Regions from separate parts of the Lactuca sativa genome. Here region 1 is linked to region 2. The links are chromatin contacts, called in public Hi-C maps. All regions are on one chromosome and are shown on one strand. The core of a region is the stretch at or near the end of the contact, and the rest is flanking DNA. Distances in the headings are between cores, read along the strand shown.

What was found. Hi-C and Micro-C count contacts between places; a contact is called where the count stands out from the background.
Region 1: a Hi-C map of seed shows a contact between it and region 2, with 4 times the contacts expected there. The contact joins the promoter of LOC111918128 here to the promoter of LOC111918109 in region 2. A contact is called at or near these places in 2 of 4 Hi-C or Micro-C datasets (bud and seed).

Annotation. Positions count from the first base shown.
Region 1 is chr8:46,207,397-46,212,222 of Lsat_Salinas_v11, forward strand. LOC111918128 (zinc finger CCCH domain-containing protein 17) reads left to right here and starts at 2,623. Exons shown (of 3, transcript XM_023913797.2): 1 at 2,623-3,144; 2 at 3,830-3,940; 3 at 4,019-4,826. The coding sequence starts at 2,974.
Region 2 is chr8:46,054,672-46,059,441 of Lsat_Salinas_v11, forward strand. LOC111918109 (tobamovirus multiplication protein 3) reads left to right here and starts at 2,130. Exons shown (of 11, transcript XM_023913776.2): 1 at 2,130-2,509; 2 at 2,788-2,878; 3 at 2,963-3,015; 4 at 3,126-3,218; 5 at 3,308-3,379; 6 at 3,514-3,586; 7 at 3,684-3,729; 8 at 3,840-3,903; 9 at 4,000-4,053; 10 at 4,215-4,292; 11 at 4,523-4,770. The coding sequence starts at 2,348. The coding sequence ends at 4,615.

The DNA.
Region 1 (4,826 bases), core at 1,373-3,872, 150 kb after region 2:
CAAACATTGACATTAAATACTTATAAACTCACCAGCTTAAACGCTGATCTACTCTTTCAAATTTACTTGTATTTCTCAGGGATTCAGTAATACAAGTAAACTTCAGCTTTTGGAGAAGTGACGCTAAGGCGTCAGTTTAAAACTCATTTTTTTCATCATATTGTAATTTGTTTTGAAACAAGTATCATTCGGCAATGTAACTTTTAAATTATATATATGATGGTTGTTTTACTTTCTTTACTATGTATTCGACTGTTACGATACTACATGAAGTCATCCGCCCTCGAACGATTCCGCCGTTCTAGTTTGGGGGTGTGACATCTGATCTTGAATAATACTTTTGAAACAATGGTTTTGTAAACACTTTACGGATGAAATGGGTTGTTTTTTGAAAATTTTAAATTTCTATGATTTTTGGGTTGTTACACCATTCCTCCTTATTAACTGCTTATTCGTTAAAGACCTCACGTCCAAACTCACCTTTAGATCCAAATTATCATACTAAGTTAAGTGGTACAAAAAGTAAAACACTAAGTTAATATCCAACCAAAACATCATAACTCTTGCATAGAGGGGATAAAAGGACCAAGATCACATTTTTATGGTTCTTAGCACCTACAAACATATGAAAGGACAACTCTTATGGCTTAGAGTAAGCCATACTCATGAACACCAAGACTATGGAACCAAAACACATAAAACTTATGAACTAGAAAGATCCAAAGAGAGTATTCATCAAGTTTCTAACTTTATACCATCTGGAGGTTGCTTGCAAGGTGGAAGTTCCAGATCTACAATTTCTTGAAGCTTCCAAGATGATCCCACCACCTTCTTCTTCCTTCATGAACACCAAAACACACTCTCAAGCTCAAAAAAACTCACACAACGGTTTAGGGTTAGCAATGGATGATTTGGGAGATCGAGGTTGATGAAGGAAAGGGTTTTTAGGGGACAAGGATGTTTAAATAGTGCTCAAACCCTAAAAATTAGGGTTTGCTCATTTGTTACATACGTCTATCATACTCGTGAGTGCGCCCAACATATTTACATGAATGCACGACTTTCTTTAAACGAGCCACGCTATGCGTACGCCCCAAGTACGCATGATGTAAGGAACTAACTTGCAACATAATTTTACTTTGGTCGAAAATGGAATCACCTGACTTCTGGGCGTTACAAAATAAAACTTGGATAAAATAGTAATTTAGTTATCATTTTGTATTTGATACATATTAAGACAAAAAATGACCTAAAAGTGTAATATAGCTCTCATCTTGCAGACTATTAGTCTTTTTTTTTTGGTGTAAAATAAGCCCTTAAACTTATTGTTTTTGTACACTTTCAGTCATTATGACCTACTACTTTAGGTTAAGTTCTCGGTTTCTACATATTTACTCCTTAATCTTTTTTTTTTTTTTTTTTTTGTAAAATAAGTCCTTGTTGTTTTTGTGCATATTCGATCCTTATAATGAGTTTTTTTTAGGTTTTGCTCACATAACATCCTACATGGGACAATAATAATGAGGTGTTCTCATACGTGATTCGTCTAAACACTGGAATCATGTATTACTTGTCTTGGTTTTGGTAATAGCATTGTACTATTGATATTAGTAACTATGATATTAAAGTACCAACTATATTTAATACCAATACAAATTTCATTCAATAACAATACCAACTACATTACATTAGGTGAAGAAAATGCATTAACAATAATGATTTCAATTGTTGGAAATAGTGTCCACATTCATCACAGTTGGTTATACTATTAATAAATAATAACATTTTGGTTATACTTTTAGTAGCTCCAAACTCATCTTCAAAATTTGGGGCCAATTTGAAGAGAATAACAAAACCCATTTCTAGAAAATGGTTAAAATCTACAACCAAGAAATCAGGGAAGACCCTAAACATTTTTTCCAAGGTGTTATTTTGTCTTGGAAGTTCCAATTCGATTTGGGAGAAAACAATTATAAAGAATATCATTGTCTGCTATTGAAATAGATGAAACCAAAGTCGAAGACATCTTCTTCTTGGAGAAAACTAGGGCACTATCATTATTTGACCGATTCGTGAATTAGGTGATTGATTTAAGTAAGGTAAAAGTCATGTATGAGAACATCTCATTAATTATCGTCATACATAAGATGTGACGTAAACAAAACTTAAAGAAAACCAATCATAATGAATGAATGTATAACAAACAATAATGACTTATTTTTGCCAAAAAAAATATTAATAACTAAATATGTAAAAAATGAGAACTTAACCTAGAGTAGTCGGTCATAAGGATTAAATATGTACAAAACAACAAGTTATAAGATTTATTTTACAAGAAAAAGACAATAAGTAGTAAACATGTACAAAGTAAAAAAATATATTACCCTTATAGATCATTTTCCTATATTAAAACTATAAAAATAGAATATAGGTCATACCTTCCTATATTAAAACTATAAAAATAGAATTTTTGAAATCAAATGTACAAAATAAGAAGTCATTTTCCTATATTAAAACTATAAAAAGAGAATAAGATAGACAAATTTTGAAATTTTGTAAATTTCACATCACCCGTTTAGACATGACTCTATGAGCCCTTTAAATTGTTACCTATGGTTTCATACAAGGATCATGGTCCGCACTTAAGGCTCAGGCTCTGGTGCATTCTGTTACAATTTGGCTTAAAGCCTCTCTCCAGGTCTGGTTCTTTGTCTCTACCCTCAGCCCTCACTTGCAGGGCTTCACCTCGTTTTCTCTCTCAATCCTCCTCTACTTAGGCGGCTTCCTTTCGTTCTTCCTCTCGTTAACAGATTGAATGTTAGATCAATTCATGTTCCACCATATCTTGTTTCCATATCTTCAACAGGGGTGTTGAGCCGCCTCACAAACCCTAGATCCAACCTTCCATACATACCATCCGTATTCTTTTTGGATTTTACAGGGTTTCCTTCGTTTACCCTTCGAACCCCAACCATGGTTGGTGGTACCCTTCAACAACAACAACCACCGCAAGCTTCTCAATTGGCTCCGCCTCTATCATCATCGTCGACGACTGTTCCTGTAGCTACGACGGAGGAAGAGGAGTTTTTGAAACGAAACACGGATTGTGTTTACTTCCTTGCGTCTCCCCTAACCTGTAAAAAGGTAAAACTTGTTATATAATTCGTTGCTTTTTTGTAATGCATCAAATCTTTGGGTTTTGTTTCTCTCGTTTAACGATCTTGAGATTGATATAGGCTTTTTCTTGTTTCATTCAATTAATTGGATCTTATTTGAAGACGATATCATCTTCGTGAATCGTAATTTGTGTAATTTTCTTTATGCTTTTTGTTGCCCCCTCTGTCCCAAAGCTGAATTAGAGTTCACTTATGAATTTCGACTACTTTATATTCGGAATTGATATAAATACCTTTAGATTATTGCTCCAAAATGTTGGGATTGTGATACCTTTTGTATCTTTGTATCGAATCAAGAATTTCTTGTTGATTTAGCGTTCAAATATGGATTATTGGATGAAGGAAACATGCAATTTCTGATACGTATTACGTGGTTTGTTTCAACTTCGATGAGCTTTCCTTTTTACTCAAAAGTGGGACAATATGAATTAGGGTTTCACTTGTTTGTGTGTTCTCTTTCTAACTGTAGAAATTTTAAATCTTTAAATGTTTTGGTCATTGGTTCTTGAGAAATTTATACCTTTCTATTACAAATTCAAACACATATGCCTCTAAAGAATCTTGAACTCATAACCTAATTTAGTTTCTCATATTTTCTCATTTTATGTATTATTATATTATCTAAATAATTTATTCCTTTTGTTATATAACAGGGAAGTGAGTGTGAGTATCGCCATAGTGACATTGCACGGGTGAACCCTAGGGATTGCTGGTACTGGTTAAATGGGAATTGCTTAAATCCAAAGTGTGCTTTTCGTCATCCTGTAAGTATTTATTATTAGTCTCATTAATTGTTTTATAAAAAGTTGGAATTTATTTATTTATTTATTTTATGTTTTCAGCCTCTTGATGGATTATTGGGAGCTGAAGTTCCCCCTCCTGTGGGACCTACTCTACCTCAGGCTCAAACACCTTCATACCCTATGTCCAAACAAGGTGTTCCTTGCATTTTCTTCCAAAAAGGCTTCTGTTTGAAAGGACATTTATGCCCTTTCTTGCATGGCCCACCAAACATATCCAACAACAAAACCATGCCACCTGTCCCTTCTAATAATCTCACAAACCCTTCCAAGATACCTTCTGAGAAACCCATTCAAGAACAGAAACTTGTGCAACAAGAAACTGAGTTCCCACCTCCAAAGATGAAACAAAACCCTACTCCAGCGAGAAACGGCGGTGGCAGTGGTGGTGGGGTGGAGAAGAAGGTGGTGGCGGTGGTTGAGGAGCCTAGGTACAGACCGGCGAATGTTGTTGTGAATGAATTCCCGGTCAACAGGTCAAACCATGGAGTCTATGAGACTCATGTTTTGGATAATGAGGGTATAAATGGAAAAGATGTTGAAGAATATTCAAGAGAACCTACTCCTGGTTTTGATGTTCTTGTGGACAATGAGGTTGGAGATTCTGAATACTATCCTAATGATTTTGAAATGGGTCGACCCGTTGACTATGATGTTGACCAAGATATATATGGGGAACAACGTGAAGGGTATGCATGGGAGGATCATAGAGAATCTTCTGAGAGAATCTTGGGTGGGGCCCATAATTTTGGAAGGAAGCGGTACCCTAGAGATGAAAGTCCCGAACAGTTTGACAAGTCAGACTTACGCCACCAAATTTCAAATCAAAGAAGGGGCAATTTCGGTAATT
Region 2 (4,770 bases), core at 880-3,379:
ACTACTGTCACAAGTTACAAAGAGCTTTCCGGTAACTTTGTTAACCCATGGAGGTGTTGAACTGTTTAAACCATTATAATTTTGCATTTATTGGTTTAATTTAACCAACCAAATGGTTTTTTTTATATAGTATAAACACAAAAACTTTGGATTTTTATTTATTTATTTATAAATAAAATAACCATCTTAAGTTCTTAACTGGAGTACAAACGGGGTTTTACGTTATTGTTGATATGACGTATCATTTTCTTACATTCTTAGTGGAAGATATGTGAAAGTTATTGTAATATCATTTTCTCATTAAATATAATACAATCTTTATTCTGAAAAGAACGAATTAAAACTAATTTCAAAGAAAAAGCAAGTGGAGTTACGTATATTTTATAACTAATTCATATAGTTTATGTAAAACAATTTAATCATATAGTTTGCACAAACTTTAGATGTGATCAACAAGTATTATCGATTTCACACCTCAACCGAGATAACTGATTCTACACCTCAGTGGTAGGACGTCATCGCAGATGCTTTACTGTGATTTATAATTTCTTCGTAAGATTCTGAGAATTAAAATATCTAAAGTAACAAAAAAAAAAAAAAAACAATGCATTCCAAATTTTTTTTATTGTAAAGAGGTAGAAGACATGCTACATGTCGACAATGATGCATCCATTTAAGAAAGAGCTAACAATTTTACATAATAGACCTCCACCATGAGCATAACAAACCGATAACGAGATTTTAAAAGGAAGTTTGGAAATGAGGTGAAATCTTGATAAATCAAAGAAGTTTACAATTGACTCTACCAAACTATATACAAAATATTTTCAAAATCACCACGTTGGTTTTATCTCTAGTTTTTCTCATTTTAACAAATTTATCTTGTAAATGGTTTAATAATGTTTTACTTTTTTAATCCTAGTGAATATATTCCACAATAATTTTTGTATTATCGTATTAAACTACCATATCAACAAGATACACCAAAAACCTAATTATATTTAACAAAATGACTTAAATATAATCACCTTTCACATATAACGAACGTATGTATATTGTATAACCAAAAAAGAAAACTACGACTTAAATATAACAAATTTAAACTTCGCTAGTTGATAACCTTTTATTATAAAAAAACGGTCGACAAAAGTATGGAAGTTTCAGAAATTCATGGTGTACACGTTGCAAGTGGACCCTTGTATTTCTCTCCTTTCGTCCAGTCCAGACAACTCTCAACTCATTCCAACACATCCTTCACATGTCAATCATTACTTGCAATAAACCTCTTACACTTTCGATTAATTTCCTTTACCACCTTTTACTTTATATACCCCAATATTATATTTAACTATGGTTCAACTTATTTGTCAAAGATTATTCATGTTAAAAACATTAAACAAAATACTAAACCATGGTATTAGTGATTTTACTCTACTCATAAATTACTTGCATAGAAGTTACCATACATGACTTGGGAAATGAAATTTAAATATAAAAAACAGTACTAAAATAATCTTGATTAACAATAGAGGTGTTTGCGTTTTTTATTTTAAAATTATGAGCATCCCAAAAAATAACAATAAATCTATTTTGATTCCATAACAATTAATAACATGCTCTGATTATCGATTCCATGTTTGAACTATCTAAATAATAGCAAAAAAAACTTAGTTAGTTATAATTTAAAACCAGGGAATGTAAACATGTTTCTTTTTGTCACTTTCTTTCCTTATACGATTTCTTTGTCATATGCATTTATTTTCGGACCTTTTTGACGTGTTAATGAACAAAAAGTCATTGAAATTGATCAATTTCAAAAAAGACAATATGTTTTTCAATTATATAAACTGGACCACATAATGTAAATATCAAATTTATTGAATCAACACCAAATCATCTAATGCACTTAGAATTTTTTTTTTCTTTTGATTCGGCAATGTATTGAATTCCCCTTATTTCACCACTTGTATAAATTTTGGGGAACATATGAAATTATGAATAGTAGATGACATTTGGCATGTGTGGAATAGAAAAAGGAGAGGACTAAATCATGCCAATATTAAAAGATGAGGGTTTAATTGTGAAATTAGTTCAAAGATCCGACTTCCAAAATCAAATATTCTTCCCCCTCTCCCCATTACACATTTGCCGGCTTTCCAAAATCCCAAATCCTCCGTCTCCTCCTTTGCTTATAACAAAAAGACAACAAATTTAGTTTATTCTTTTGATTCAAGTTATAATTATAGAAAAGAATCATAATTGTTCCCGTTTGAAAGCTCGTTCTCGTTCTAGAAAGAATTCGCCGGCCGGTGGTCCAATCCGTCGCCGAGTTACCGTATCTCCGGCAATGGGTAGGGCTTTACTCGGCTCGTTTAATGATACATCGGTGATGTATACCCTAAAGGACGCGTATAGTTGGTGGGATGAATTAAACGATTCCCCAATTTGGCAGGATTTGATTTTTCACGTCCTTGCTGCTCTCTATGGCGTCGTCACCCTTGTTGCTCTTGTGAGTTTGCAATTAGTTTCAATTCTGAATCTTCATTGATCCAGGACTTTGATTTCGATGATTTATGTTTATGGGTTTTTGTTTGTAGCTTGTTTATGTGCTTATGTTCCTCATAAATTGTGCTATTAAGATGTAAGACGTCGGATTATCAGTCATCTATGTATTGGAAGATTTGATTTTCTGATTGCTAGTTCTTGAATCCGAACCTAAACATATTACTTTCAACTACAAGATTTATATTGTGATTGATAATTATATGTGATTTCCAACTGTTGCAGGTTCAATTGATCAGAATTCAATTAAGAGTTCCAGAGTATGGTTGGACCACCCAGAAAGTCTTCCATTTTCTCAATGTTTTAGTTAATGGAGGTCTGTATTTTTCTATCAAAAAGCATACTTTATAAACCTATCATTAAATTCTAATTATAAATGTTTTACTGATTGCTATTGCAGTTAGATGTTTAATCTTTTTGTTCCATAGGGATGTTCTACAGTTAAAACCAGAGGTTAGGAACATTCTGATAGTTCATCGTCTATGTACTTCTGTTTTCTTGATTTCTCTAACAAATATTGATCCTTTAGATTCATATATTGTTTATTTTATTTTTTTTCCCAGATTGTTCAACATATATTGCTTGATGTGCCAAGCCTTGCATTTTTCACTACCTATGCTCTCTTAGTTTTGTTTTGGGCAGAAATTTACTATCAGGTTTATTTTTATAGATTTATTTTTTAAGTGTAATTGTGATATTAAAAATTGTAGTTTGTTCATGTTACAATGCTATGCATGTATGACAGGCTCGAGCAGTTTCAACTGATGGTTTGAGGCCGACTTTCTTTATAATTAATGGGATCATTTATGCAATTCAGGTAAAGATTATTCTTTATATTTTTTGAAAATTGAGAAACGATGTTGCTTATTTAAACAATTTTTTCATGATGAGGTAGCTTTTGTATGATGTTAGTGTATAAAGATGTTAACCAGTTTTATAACATGTTAACAGATGGTTTTATGGCTAATAATTTGGTGGAAGCCTATCTCTCTTTTTGTGATCCTCTCCAAGATGTTTTTTGCAGGTTTTCCTAAGTTTATATAATCTACTATTTGAATAATTATATTTTTTGAAAAAAAAAATAATTATCATTAGACTCACCTAAGTATTTTCTTTTCCAGTGGTGTCCTTGTTTGCAGCATTGGGGTTTCTTCTTTATGGAGGAAGGTACATTGAATACTTTTTACTAAATTCCCAATTTGCCCATAGTTGTGTATATGAGTTTTTAAAACTTTGGTGTGAATGGATTTCTTGAAGACCTCTTTACTTTTTTGCAGACTCTTTTCAATGTTGCAACATTTCCCTGTAGAATCAAAAGGCCGGCGAAAGAAGTTACATGAGGTATATAAACTTTTTTTAGTTTAGAACAGTTCCTATAGAAACATCATTTAAACAGAAGGGTAAAATGGTCATTTCCTCACTGTTTGTTTTATGCAGGTTGGCTATGTTACAGCAATCTGCTTTGTGTGTTTCCTTGTAAGATGTATCATGGTGAGTTCACTTTTTTTCATTTATGTGATGATTGGCCTTCAACATATTATGAAGTCATCAAAAGTTTATTTTCAAAACACAATTTTTAAATCTTTTTGGTGTTTTTATATAAGTTCATCTAGTTTTCTAATTATGTTCTTCTCTTGTGATTGTGATGTTAGATGTGCTTTAATGCATTCGATGATGCTGCTAACCTTGATTTGTTGGATCATCCGGTTCTCAACTTCATATACTACTTGGTAAGAAAAACTTTGTAGGGCTACTTTGATTATCAGGAGGACATTTATGTCTTTTTGCACATATGAGAAATTGAGATCGAGTCTTTGTTCCACCTTTTTTGTGTGGGTCAAAAAAATCTTACTTTTTGTTCGTTTGACATCGGTCACAATCACAGTCAGTTGTTCAATCTGTCAGTCACAGTTACAGTCAGTTCAATCTAATAATTATTTTACCATTTTCTTTGGAATAGTTGGTGGAAATATTACCATCGTCTCTAGTTCTCATAATTTTGAGGAAGTTGCCACCTAAGCAATCCATCATGCCATATCACCCTATTCGTTGAGAACAAGGGTAAAATTGACAATTTAGGAGCTGATCTCTAGAAAACGAAGCACATGAAGGAGTTGGTTTTTCTACTCAGTGATCATTTAAGGAAACTAGGAACAAGTGTAGAAGCCAAGCAAATGGTGTTAGAAAGACTTTGGAAGCTTTGGGTTG